3 separate regions of the Mus musculus genome follow, and regions 1 and 3 are each linked to region 2. The links are chromatin contacts, called in public HiChIP or PLAC-seq and promoter capture Hi-C maps. All regions are on one chromosome and are shown on one strand. The core of a region is the stretch at or near the end of the contact, and the rest is flanking DNA. Distances in the headings are between cores, read along the strand shown. Region 1 holds the start of Camkmt (calmodulin-lysine N-methyltransferase). Region 2 holds the start of Six2 (sine oculis-related homeobox 2). Region 3 overlaps Camkmt (calmodulin-lysine N-methyltransferase).

What was found. Promoter capture Hi-C pulls out the DNA fragments that hold promoters and counts their contacts. HiChIP or PLAC-seq counts read pairs in DNA pulled down with a chosen protein or histone mark.
Region 1: a promoter capture Hi-C map of embryonic stem cells shows a contact between it and region 2, with 2.9 times the contacts expected there. The contact joins the promoter of Camkmt here to the promoter of Six2 in region 2. A contact is called at or near these places in 3 of 39 promoter capture datasets (the 3T3-L1 cell line, embryonic stem cells and hippocampal neurons), 5 of 115 datasets of contacts at active chromatin or transcription factors (astrocytes, bone marrow-derived macrophages, embryonic hindbrain and 2 more) and 1 of 9 other capture datasets (pancreatic islet).
Region 3: an H3K27ac HiChIP or PLAC-seq map of embryonic stem cells shows a contact between it and region 2, with 4 times the contacts expected there. The contact joins the enhancer-like site here to the promoter of Six2 in region 2. A contact is called at or near these places in 3 of 39 promoter capture datasets (hippocampal neurons, liver and pre-B cells), 4 of 115 datasets of contacts at active chromatin or transcription factors (astrocytes, embryonic basal ganglia and embryonic stem cells) and 1 of 9 other capture datasets (adipose tissue).

Annotation. Positions count from the first base shown.
Region 1 is chr17:85,088,256-85,092,127 of GRCm38.p6, forward strand. It overlaps Camkmt (calmodulin-lysine N-methyltransferase), which reads left to right and starts at 2,371. Exons shown (of 11, transcript NM_028576.3): 1 at 2,371-2,608. The coding sequence starts at 2,471. It overlaps Prepl (prolyl endopeptidase-like), which reads right to left and starts at 2,012. Exons shown (of 15, transcript NM_001163622.1): 1 at 1,851-2,012; 2 at 85-620. The coding sequence starts at 297.
Region 2 is chr17:85,685,586-85,690,057 of GRCm38.p6, forward strand. It overlaps Six2 (sine oculis-related homeobox 2), which reads right to left and starts at 2,669. Exons shown (of 2, transcript NM_011380.2): 1 at 1,808-2,669. The coding sequence starts at 2,367. It overlaps CJ186046Rik (a long non-coding RNA gene), which reads left to right and starts at 2,909. Exons shown (of 9, transcript XR_001782258.2): 1 at 2,909-4,472.
Region 3 is chr17:85,161,431-85,165,401 of GRCm38.p6, forward strand. The region is part of intron 3 of Camkmt (calmodulin-lysine N-methyltransferase); the gene reads left to right. It overlaps Gm36826 (a long non-coding RNA gene), which reads left to right. Exons shown (of 3, transcript XR_877067.3): 3 at 608-2,531. Among named protein-coding and RNA genes, the nearest start is that of Gm36826, 5.4 kb to the left of the region's middle. Within about 2 kb of position 1,766, at least 39 of the 459 cell types and tissues checked have an H3K27ac peak or open chromatin away from gene starts, as enhancers often do. A contact at or near this core is called in embryonic stem cells, where this site is marked.

The DNA.
Region 1 (3,872 bases), core at 1,121-3,620, 600 kb before region 2:
TGAGTAATGGATACCTTACCCATTATTTATGAACTACAATTAGTATTAATGGCCTACAAACAGATTAACTCGAACAGTCCATACCTTACACGAGAAGCTCCGACTTGGGATGTTTCTTGCTAATCCTGCTATCCTGGGTTTATTCTGCAGACACTTGGTTAGGTGGTACTTTTTCAATCTTACTCTACTGTAATAAGGACCAGCGACGTTACGGTAACTCTGTTTCTGCATGCAGTTCCCAAGATGAGGAATACTATGCTTCAAAGCTCGGAGAGAGAATTTGGCCGTCTGCAGCATGGTGGCAAAGTCCCTGGTTTTTGCTCCCTTAGGGGCTGCCAGCACGTGGATGATTTCATACGTATAATTATACAGTCATGGGATCTTAGTGCATTTGAGGTCCCCACATCTCATCCCTCCCCTGTGGCGTCATGAGCCCCTTAGGTTACCAATTACTGTAGACATCTGATAACTTAGGTTAAACACGTTTAAAACCTTGTATGCGTTAAGTTCATTCAGATCATACTTCTTGGCAGGCGGGACTTAATAAACACGTCATCTGTAAAGTCAGTTTTCCTAGGGACAAGCTAAGCAGCAGTGACTCTGGAGAACGTATGGACAAACTAAAACAAAACAAAACAAAACAAAACAGAAAACAAACAAAATAAAATAATTTGCAAATGAGTAAATGAACTTAATGGGAATCTCAGGTACTCAGAGGGGGTTCAAAAGCAAGATGGCTTTTATCTTACATAATTCTGGGCATATCATTGGGATGTGAAAGACAAATTAGAAAAAGCCTAAACCATGACATAAAAGGGGGATGCTTAGTTGTTGAGTGAGGCGAGGCGCCACATAGTTTTCACCTAGCTGTCTAGTTTAAGCTGCGTGTGCACTCGATGAGTGAGCTAGAGCTGGTCATTGTCCAGGTGGCCCAACTGTGGCTCTGGGGAGCTGGAGACACTCCCCCAACTCACTGATTCAGTGAACCGCCCAACTGACTGGCTCCTCCTCCTAGAGGAGCAATTGGATTTCACCATAAAAGGATAATGAATTAAAAACAACTGTAAGATGCACAAATAAAATGTCGAGTCATTTTTGGTTTCTTCTGGAAGGTAAAGATCATTTTAACTTCCATAACTACAGACCCAGGTTTAGGTCTTGGGCCTTGTACACTAACTGCATCTGGATTCAATTTTTTCACTTGTGGAACAGAAATTAACCATAGCACTTAATCTCTGCGGTTGTAGTTTTGTAACAAAACCAAACAATTTATTTTAAGAACTTAGTCCAAGTACCTGGCACATAGTAACCATTCAACAAAAGGTCGTTAATATTATTAGCATAGGGATAATTTAGCTATGCTAAACACTGTTGAGTGTAAAATGAGAGAAATCTTCTCTAACACGTTCCTTGGTAGCACAGAAACACTGCGTCAGTTTTGCCATAGATCCGACCAGCTATGACGCCCCCTCCCCCCCTTAATCTCTTATGTCGCAGCAAAATAATGGGCCAGTGGAGCAGTAGCCTAGAAGAAAAATGCTTTTAAATCGCTTAGTCTGTCCCCATAGCTCCAACCCATTCATCCACCATCTGCATTGAGAAGACCCTGTGCGAGGATAGGGAGACTGGTGGGGTAAGTAAGCAAATGGGTGCTCCCGGAGCACCTCCTCGTTTCCCGGTGCAACTGTGCATCCCGAACACGTCGTATTCACAGGACGTGAGGGAATGGTACGGGTCAGAACGTACAGAAGAGACAGGGATCAAAAAAGGGACCAGGGAAGTGAGGAATGGCTGGAAGGTGGGCAGAGGAATTAGGAAAGGGGAACCATCAGCAACCCTTCCATACGTACGCAAATCGAAAGACAGCTGGACGAGCGAAGGTAGAGAAGACAAATACGAGAAACCGAAGCTCTCCAGAAGGAGCTGCAGTCACCTCAGCCTTGTCCAGCCGAAGCCAGCCTCCAGCACCCAGCAAGAAAGACAACCTACCTCGCGCCGCCCAGAGCTAGTTTGCAGCACGCCGGTCTACGTAACACCAACCCAGACCGATAGGGAAGCGCATTTCGCCATCTTTATTATGGCCAGTGGTGGGCTTTTTCTCTTCCTGAACTCACTCATCTTAGGAGACAACTGTATTTCGGTTTTCTGGTATTCCGGCGAGCAAGAGACAAAGTGAGGAAAAAAAGAAAACAGCGAGGAAAGCCCTGTCTGCAGCTATTCCACAGTCCCCTCCCACTCCGGCTCGCCCTCACTTAAGATGGCCACCAGAAAAAGTGGTGCAATGAAGCGACGCCGCTGCTTTGGTTGCCAAGGAGACGCTAATACCGGAAATGCGGAATTCGGGGAGGGTGCACGGAAGAGCTGTGGGCCAGAGGCCGGGCGTCACAGGTCCTGACAGGGAAGAAGTTGGCAGGTCCTGACTGGGGAGAGCCGTGGCGGACGCAACCTCCGGGTCCAGTCAGCTCTGGAGATGGAGTCGCAGGTCGCGGCCGCTGGGGCTGCAGAGACTGAGGCAGAGGCGGGCAAGCGTCCCGCGATGGGCAGTGCCAGCCAGGGCTCGCTGGTCTCGGCGCCCAAGGGGGCCGTCCGGTGGCAGCTTCTGCGACAGGTAAGGGCGAGCGCTCGCCTGCCCTGCCTGTGGCCACTCCCCTCGCAGGTAGCAGGCAGCCCGTTTGTCGGGAGCCAAGCGAGAAGCGCCCCCTTGCTCCTTCATCTCCGCTGTCCCGCTGTCCCACCAAAAATGGGAGAGACTCTGGCGGGGCTGGAGAGCGGGACAGCCAGAGCGAGCTCTCAGAAACTCAGAAAATCCTTGTGCTCGCCTGTCTGGTGGGTGGGACCGCCTGTCTTCTCCGTGTGCTGCTCTTCTTTCCCGCCCCCTTTCCATCCTTATTTTATTTTTTGCTTCTTAACTCCCAGCCTGGTCACCTGGGTGCACTTTTTGGTCCCACATCTCTGGAGATCCGTGAGGTTCACTAATGGGATGGGGATTCTGCACGCGTTTCCTGGTTTTGTATATGGGAGAGTAAAGGGAGAGAGGGAAACCTACTGCTTGCTCCTTTTCCCGCCACGTGAAACTAAGTTTGGAGTCATTATTGGGATACTCGCTGCCCAAGGTTTAGCAACGAATCCAGATACTTCAGTCTTCCAAACCGCTCCAGTGAAGGCTGCTGTGTTTATAAGTTTTCTTAGTCATTGTGACTCCTCACAGCAATAGGAAAGTAACTAAGACAGTGGCCGGGGGGCAATGAGTCCTTAGTCTGTTATTTTACTTAGTTATTGCTTTTTAACAACCACATGTCGTATGTCATGCAATGTCTGTGAACCACCTGGTAGTCTCTTGATAAAACCTGAGTGGTTTACGGTTGTGTACCTGGTCTATATACCCATAGTTCTCAGAGTTGGCTGGCATGTTCTCCCAGTTATGGTAGAGTGTATAAGAGCAAGAGGCACATTTCAAATCCCTGCTTACATGATGTCTGTTAATATGCTATGTTACTTAGCTTCTATTATTACTGTGATAAAAATGCTAGGCAATGCAATTTAAGAAAGGAAGGGTATGTATTGGCACACAGTTTGACGGTACAGACTTTAGTAGGAAAAATCAAGGCTCAGGATCCTGGAGCATTGTGTGAGCAGTCAGGAAGAACAGAGCGATGGATGAATATGAGTTAGTTCCAGTTCTCCTTTTTATTTAGTTCAAGACTCAGTGTGTGATGTGGCGATACCACATTGAGTGTGTCTCCTCTCAGTGACTGTAGTTAGGAAAATCCATTACACACATACCAAGAGGTTAACCTAGTGTAGATAACCCTTCCTAGACAGGTGGAGACTTTCGGTTCCTCCAGTTCTTGTCAAGTTGATAATCACTATGA
Region 2 (4,472 bases), core at 1,419-3,918:
GCACCTGGGGCCCCGCTGCGGTTGCTAAAGGGTGTTTGCTGTTTCTACCATTCCCACACTTGACTTCTTGTTCTTAATTGCGTTCTCAAACCCTCAACACTAGTTTTCGCTTGTCCCTCTCCCTGTATCAGCCCATGTCCTTAATGTCATGACTACCTTTCCTGTTCCCAGTATTTCCTGTCCTGTCTCCCACCCCATTCCTTAAGAGAGCTGCGGCACCAAAGTGGGGAGCCTGGAGTTGGGAGAAGTGAGGGAAAATACCGTACAAACGAGCTTTGCTGGGTAGAAGTGGGGAATAGAAGCTTCAGATACAGCGAGCCCAGGCTGAGGGGCCCACTTCGACTTGGGTGAGCACAGGCCTAGTTTCCCTTTGCCTTTCTCTGCGCGAGGGAAACCCCTCCCTACTGAGACTATGATCCCTAATTCCAAGCTGAGCAGGAGCTCATTTGACTGGGCAGAAAGATGGGGCTTTGAGAATGGAGGACTCCTTTTCCCTAGGGGAGAAGGTAGAAGGAAGGGCAGGGTGCTGAGAGCTGGCTCAGATCGTAGGCAGAAACAAGGAGGCACAATCTGTAGCTCTCACCTGGGGCCTAGTCAGGAACCCCAGCCCTTATGGAGCCTGACAGAGGAGAACCCATCGCAGATGAATCCACCTCTTGCCTGCTTTTGCGGACAGTCCCTGACCAGATATGGGTATTTGAAATCCTGGGTAAAACCTATTAGTGGATTCCTAACGGCCATTCTTTCAGATTTCTTGGGGTGGGGGGTGGGGGAATGAGCAAGACATCATCGCCATTCAAAGTCAAACTTGGGGATTTCAAATACCCAGGTCCAGTCTGCAGCTTGCTCTTCTGCCCCTACTGTTCGATACCCTGACCCTGGATCCTTCAAACGGTGTTCAACACATCCACATCACCTAACCCAGGTGTCTTGTTTTGCTGTTCCCCAAGGAGAAATCCGTTCCCATAATCCGTTTCTCTCCGATCTCGATCCCCTAGTTTCCTTGTCCAGATTTAAGCCCAAAGCGGGTTACAGACAGTTACAGGGGTGTCTGTAGCTTAGGTTAGTTTGGAAAGTCTTAGATTCCGATAGAAAAGAAAGCTCCCAGTCTTTCGGCAGATCCCAGTTTACCTCGCACACCCGACTTGCCCATCAAAGAGAGCAGAACCTAAGGAGAGCGAGGTCTTCAAGGGTCTGGCAAGTTCAGGAAAGGCAGGCTGGATTGCCTTCTCTTCCTCAGCAGACATTTCCCCCGGAGGCCTTACATCTTTGGGTCCTTTCTACGCGGGATAACTCCCAACTCTCTTGTGCCCAGCTCTTATGCCCAGACAAGGAATAGGTCTACCTTGCATAGATATTGCAGTCATTACCCAGATAATACTAGGGAGATTCCAACCCCTGCCCTGACCCCTAAAAATCTCTTTGACCTGGAGGTGACGTCCTAAACCCCCTGATCCCCGACGCCCTTGGTTGTTCGAAGATCAGGCCCTAAGCCTACGCTTACCTCGCAGGGAATTCAGGCCCACAGCCCTGCCCTCTCTGAAACTCGCCGTTTTTCCAGTTTAGTCCACAAGCGACTGAGGAATTAGTTACTGAACTTACGCACCGCTTTGCCCGCTTTAGACAAATTCCGGGTCGCTCAGCCTCCAGAAAAGACCTAAGCGCTGTTTTGAGCCAGCCTGAGCTGCGGCCGAGCTTGGTACCCGGGGTCCGGGTGCGATTTAGTCCTGTCCAGGAGCTCCCCATCCTCCCGCACCCGTTTCTCCCAGGACCAGGGAAGCCGGCGCAGATGCTCACTTACTCGTACCTTTCCTTGGCCTCGGCCGCCCTGTCGCGCTGCCGCCGGTTCTTGAACCAGTTGCTGACTTGCGTGGTGGTGAGGCCGGTGGCCTCGGCCAGCTCGCGCTTCTCTCGTGGCGACGGGTAGGGGTTGTGAGCGTACCACTCGCGCAGCACGCTGCGGCTCTTCTCCTTGAAGCAGTAGCTGGTCTCCTCGCCGTCCCAGATGGAGCGGGGCAGCGGGAACTTGCGCCGCACGCGGTACTTGCCCACGGCGCCCAGCGGCCGGCCGCGCAGCTTCTCCGCCTCGATGTAGTGCGCCTTGAGCCACAACTGCTGCAGCTTGGCGTGGTTGTGCGGCGAGAACTGGTGGCTCTCCAGGATTTTGTAGAGCTCGCGGAAGTTGCCCCGGTGGAAGGCCACCACGGCCTTGGCCTTGAGCACGCTTTCATTCTTGTGGAGGTGCTCGCAGGCGGGCAGCGACCACAGGAAGCGACCCAGCCGCTCGATGTTGCCGCCCTGCTGCAGCACCTCGCACACGCACGCCACTTGCTCCTGCGTGAAGCCGAAGGTGGGCAGCATGGACATGGTGGCGGCTGCGCGCCCGCCCGCCCGCGCGCGCCCTCACCGCGCTTCGCGGCCCCGCATGGGCGCCTCCCCGCCGGCCCCGGCCGGCCGACAGGCGGGCGGGGCCCCCTGGCCAGGCGCCGGCTCCCGAGCGACTCCTGAGTCACAACGATCCGTCCTCGCTCCCGCCGCCGGCCCCGCGCAGCTCCGCGCCCCCGCCGCCCGCGCGCCTCGCCCGCGCCCAAGCCCGGAGGCCGCCCGGGGCGCCGCTCCGCATGCTCCGCGCCCGCCCGCCGCTCGCTCGCCGGCTCCTCGCTCGTTCGCTCTCCCTCCCGTCTAGCTCGCTTGCAGCTTTTTTAATAATATTATTCTAAGCGGGCATGAGGCGCGGCGGCCCGCGCCCTGATTGGTCGGGTTATCTGACCCGGGGCCTGCCCGCGCCAGACAATAGTCGAGTCAAATTATTCGCCATGGAGACGCTGTCAGTCACCGGTAACCCGAGCCCCGGCGGCCCGGGCGGCTCCCACCCCCGCCCCCCTCGGCCAGCTCCGCTGACAGATCGCCCCGGCTCTGCACAGAGCGGAGGTTGGCCGAGACGGGAGCCCCAGGCACTCCCAGAGCCCGGGAGGCGGAGAGGAGCCGGGCTGGGGCCCCGAGACGGCGGTGATTGACGGGGCGGACGCCCAAAGAGCAGAGGAGGAGGAGGACCCCGAAGGAGGGGGCTGGGTGGGGGCCCTCGAAGAAAAGAGGAGGACCGAAGTGGGGAAGGAAGGGAGTAGAAGGGAAGGCGGAGGACCGTTTAAGGGGGTGCCTTTCAGGAAAGGAAAAGAGGGGGACAGAAGGAGCCTTCAAGAGAAAAAGTGTGAGACACCCCTCCCTTTTTTTTTAAATAAGAGGCGTCGCAACAGCCTCACCCAGGCTTCGCCAGGTGCTCCAGCTCCGGCTGGGTCACTGCGTCGCTCGGAAGGTCGCAGCTGACAGGCAGAGACACTAACCCAGGAGGAGGTCAGTGGGATGGAGAGTTTGGATTCTCTTAGGGGGCCTCTGAAAGGCTTGGCTTTTCTAGCTGACAACACCCCACCCCCATGCAAGAAACCCGGGACCCGAGATGTCTATCCCCTAGGGAAAGGGGGAGGAGGTGGGGAGAGAAGTCAGAGATTTGGCAGTGGCCGCAGCTGGACGCCTGAGAATCAACTTCCCGGAGGATCCCGCCTTTCCTTCCTTTCGCAGCAGGCTGCTTGCCCCGCGGCCGGTACCGCCCCCACTCGGCGCGATCTGCTCCTCGCCAGGCGGGGACTCAGACTTAACCCCACGGGGCCCAGGACCCGAGAAACTCCCGGCAGTCTCGTGTGGCCTTTACGGAAGTTGAATCTTGCAAGGGCGGCGACACAAAACAGGGGAGCCCGCATAGACCCGCAGACTGCCCCGGGGAGCCCAGGGCAGCGTGTGTAGGGTAATTGTCGCACTTCCCGGGGTGGGGGTGAGGTGCACAGAAGAGACTGGATTTACCAGCTTCCTGTCTCCCTACTTCTGGGCTCGGGTTCCTGGTCTCTTCTGCCTGAGAACCCAGCGCTAAGTTCCGGCAAGATTGGCCTTAGAAAGTGGGTAGGAGGAGCCCTGCTTTTTGTTTCTTTGTCAGAACTCCCCCAGAACATACGAAGTGCTGGTCCTTTGGAAAAATCCAAGCAATAGAAGGTTAGGGGTGCACTGGAGGGGTGGGGTCAGGGACATCCCTGAAGTTTCCAGAGTTTGAAAGGCCCACGGCTTATTTCTTGGCAAGGCTTGTCCTTTGGGCATCCATTCCGCCCTTTCCCACCCAGCTGCAAGCTCCTAGTGACATTCAATGCCAAGATCCAAGGAGGCACAGACCATGCTAAAACCTCTAGACCTCGTTTTGTTAACAACCCTGTCAGCTTTCTAAGGCGATGGAGAGGCAGATATTGAAAATGGAGTCCCGAGCCTAAGCGTTGGTTTCTGGTTGCTGGTTGTTTATGGGTAAGGTACATATTTATTTATTTAAGGATCCAGCATCATTTCCCAAACTTCCCCTCTGCTCCAGAATGCCACAAGTCTTTCTGTGATGATGTAAGCATGGGAGAGATGAGCACTGTGGCTTTCCCTAAGAC
Region 3 (3,971 bases), core at 516-3,015, 530 kb before region 2:
CCTCGAACTCAGAAATCCGCCTGCCTCTGCCACCCGAGTGCTGGGATTAAAGGCGTGTGCCACCAGTGCCCAGCCATTTTGGAACATTTAAAAAAATTTTTTTATTTATTTTCTGTACATGAGTACACAGTAGCTGTCTTCAGACACACCAGAAGAGGGCATCAGATCCCATTACAGATGGTTGTGAGCCACCATGTGGTTGCTGGGAATTGAACTCAGGCCCTCTGGAAGAGCAGTGAGTGTTCTTAACCGCTGAGCCATCTCTCCAGCCCCCTTTTGAAACATTTTTTTTAAAGATTTATTTATTTATTATGTAAGTACACTGTAGCTGTCTTCAGACACTCCAGAAGAGGGTGACCCCTCTCCTCTTCTGGATCTCGTTATGGATGGTTGTGAGCCACCATGTGGTTGCTGGGATTTGAACTCAGGACCTTCGGAAGAGCAGTCAGTGCTCTTAACCGCTGAGCCATCTCTCCAGCCCCTTTTGAAACATTTTAACATTTATTTTACAGCATTTATGTAGCAATAATTTAAAAACTTTTCAAGAATAGACTCCCATTTGGAATTTTCAAGCTCATTCATCATTGTCTGCATCTTGTTACGCTAGGAAAATGACTGACAGGTGGAAATGCACAAATGCTGACTGTGTATGTGTAGCTCAGCATGCGATGTGCAACCCTGAAGAATGAACGAACGAACGAACGAACGAACAAACGAACGAACGGCCTACTTAAACTACCTTTCCCGCTCTCCCACGGTCAGGCGATGCAGTTATGAGGTAATTGAGTAGGACTCAGAGAGCTATGCCTCCTTGTTTCCTACCTTTCCCGCTCTCCCACGGTCAGGCGATGCAGTTATGAGGTAATTGAGTAGGACTCAGAGAGCTATGCCTCCTTGTTTCCTACCTTTCCCGCTCTCCCACGGTCAGGCGATGCAGTTATGAGGTAATTGAGTAGGACTCAGAGAGCTATGCCTCCTTGTTTCCTACCTTTCCCGCTCTCGCACGGTCAGGCGATGCAGTTATGAGGTAATTGAGTAGGACTCAGAGAGCTATGCCTCCTTGTTTCTAGTTTTGCTGACCTCTGGGACTTTCTTTTTAGGTCAGTTCCTTTAGGGTCACAGGGCAGAGGTCATCTCCATCAGAAAGGGGCTTAGGAACAGAGCACACTTACTTTATCCTTTTACCATGTTTGTCTAACCGGAAGTTCCTGGAGTCAAGTGATCCCTCAGCCTCTGGTCTCCTGAGTAACTGAGACTGAAGTTGTGTGTCACAGTCTCTTAAGTAGCGCATTCATTCCCTTCCCCTCGCTGCCCTCCCCTCCCTTTCTGTCCCCTCCCCTTCCCTCTTCTTTCTTTGTTGATTTTTGAGATAGACTGTCTTTATAGTCTAGGATGGCCTTGAACTTTGCCAGCCCATCCTAGGCATTCCCGTTCATGTTCCACAGATGTACCCTCACTCTCACCATTCTGTGCTATGGTTGCTGATTTTAAGCCACAAAACCTTTGTCCCTTGTTTTTTCTCATTAACCATTTTTTTTTAAATGGCATTATTTTTCCAACGAACTCCTTTTAAGTTGGAGGGGTCAGAATTCTCCCTTTATAGCTGTATTGATATTTCTGCTTTTTCTCAAAATAGCTTGTGTTACATCAGCCCTTCTGCCTGAATTCCACACCTTGAGAGAGGAATGTGCGCATTCAGTGCTGTGCCTGTCCCCACCCAGGTTACGCCCTACCCTGTCTTTGTCCCAGCTCCACTTTCTTGGTAACTTTTCCTGCTCACTTGCTGTCTGTTTAAATGTCAGAACACTTTCCCTGTGACTCAGTACATATTTATATTCCAGTCTCTTTTTCTGTTTGAGACGTCTTCATGCTCTTCATGGCTTTTGATTTGACTTGCTAGAAAATAGTTATCCTTTGCCCACATCATGAGTTTTCAGGATTATAAAACTCTTTGACCTTTAAACTATGACTAACAATCTGCTGCAATCATTGCTGGTAGGTGAGAAGATGCAGACTAAACTGTGAGTGAGCTACAAGATCAGAGTGCTGACTCTCTGGCCTGAATCTTCACCATTCTCATCGAGAGAGTAGCTCTCGTTGCCAAGGCCGTGGATCTTAATTTACTTGGTATTGTGTTGTATTCTAGCATGTTCTAGGACAAGAATATCCTCCTTCCTTCCTCTCTCTCTCTCTCTTTCTCTCTCTCTCTCTTTCTTTCCTTTCTTGAAGGTTTCTCTGTATAACCAGGTTGGCCTCGAACTCAGAGATCCAACCAGCCTGTGGTCCCCACAAGTGCTGGGATTAAAGGTGTGCAGCACCACTGCCCAGCTAAATATAGTGTTTTATGGAGTCATCAAATATACATGCTTAACTGTATAAAAAAAGCAGTTATAATTTCTTAACCCAATACAGAATAAGTAATACCCTTTAATTTGTTGAGTTTTTCTCCTGCTTCCCCCATATCTCTGTATCTATCATCTATTTTTATCTATCTATCTATCTATCTATCTATCTATCTATCTATCTATCTATCTATCCATCTCTCTATCATCTATGTATCTATCATCTATCTGTCTTATCTATTTTTAATCTATCATCTATGTATCTATCACCTATGTATCTATATATCTATGTATTTATGTATCTATGTATGTATGTATCTATCATCTATCTTATCTATTTATAATCTATCATCTAAATATCTATCATCTATGTATCTATCATCTATCACCTATCTATGTATCTATGCATCTGTGTATCTATCTATCCATCTATATCTATATATCATCTATCAAACATCTATTTATCTAATATCTATCTATCTATCTATCTATCTACCTATCTATTGCTTTATCTATCTAACATCTATCTATCTATCTATCAATTAACCATCTGTGTCTGTATCATCTCTATATATCTATAGACAAGAAGGTTTCAGTTTTCTGCTGTATCCCTCTGTCGATATCAATTAGTGAGTGCTTCTGTAGAAGGTGATTTGAAGACTTGGAACTACAAATCAGTCTGATAATTGGGTTCTATCTTTTCTATTTTGAGCCACAGTGTTCTGAGTATTTTGACACAGGAGCTTTTATACTTGAAATAATATAAAAGCAAGAGAATATTCTCTTTCATCTGCATTTCTGAGACTTAAGCTACATTTTTTCCCTTTTCTTTCCTTCAGTGTCTACTGTGTGCAGGTAACACAGGAGTGATGCAGAAGAGGCTGCCCCTCCGTAGTCCTTAAGAGAAACATCTGCTCCCTTGGTGAATGGGCATGCTGGTAGCAGCTTGGGAGATAAATCAATCTGGCCCAGTGGTTTAACTTTTCCTAAGTGAGCTTCCACCTAAGAGAAGGAACTGTACAGATGCAGGGAGGAGAAAGCTGTGTGGCTGGGCCCTGCCACCGGCCCTGTCAACATCCTCAGAGGCCAGACGGAAAGAGGGGCTCATCAGGCTCAGAGACATCAGATGGAATACCCCATAGAGCTTGCTTGCTCTGTCACTGTCTCTGTCTCTGTCCCTCTGTCTGTCTTTTTCTTTCTCTCTCTGTATGCATGCGTAAAGTAAAACTACATACATAAAACCAAAATGTACATGTGCATATGAAGCAAGATAAAATGCATATCATTTTACATCTGCTTATTGTATGTTGATGAAGGTTGATGAAGTCTTTTCACAAAACGGCCTCGGAGCCGTGTCTTCCCCACGCCCCTTGACCAGCTCGAAGCTTTCGATGCTTCCTTGCACCGTAGCGCAATGTCAGCCTCCGTCTCCAGGTTGTCTCAGAATTCTCTGGCAAACTTCTGCCAGCTTCAGAGTATAACTGAGACCTTCCCTTCCTGCTGAAGCCTCCTCCCCTTGTATTATAGCATTTGGGGCACCCAGTTATTCTTGATGTCAGCCATGCCTCCGTCTGCTGGAACTGGGGTGGTTTTTACATCGCTAACATCTGGCGTGAATCTCTTCTTCTG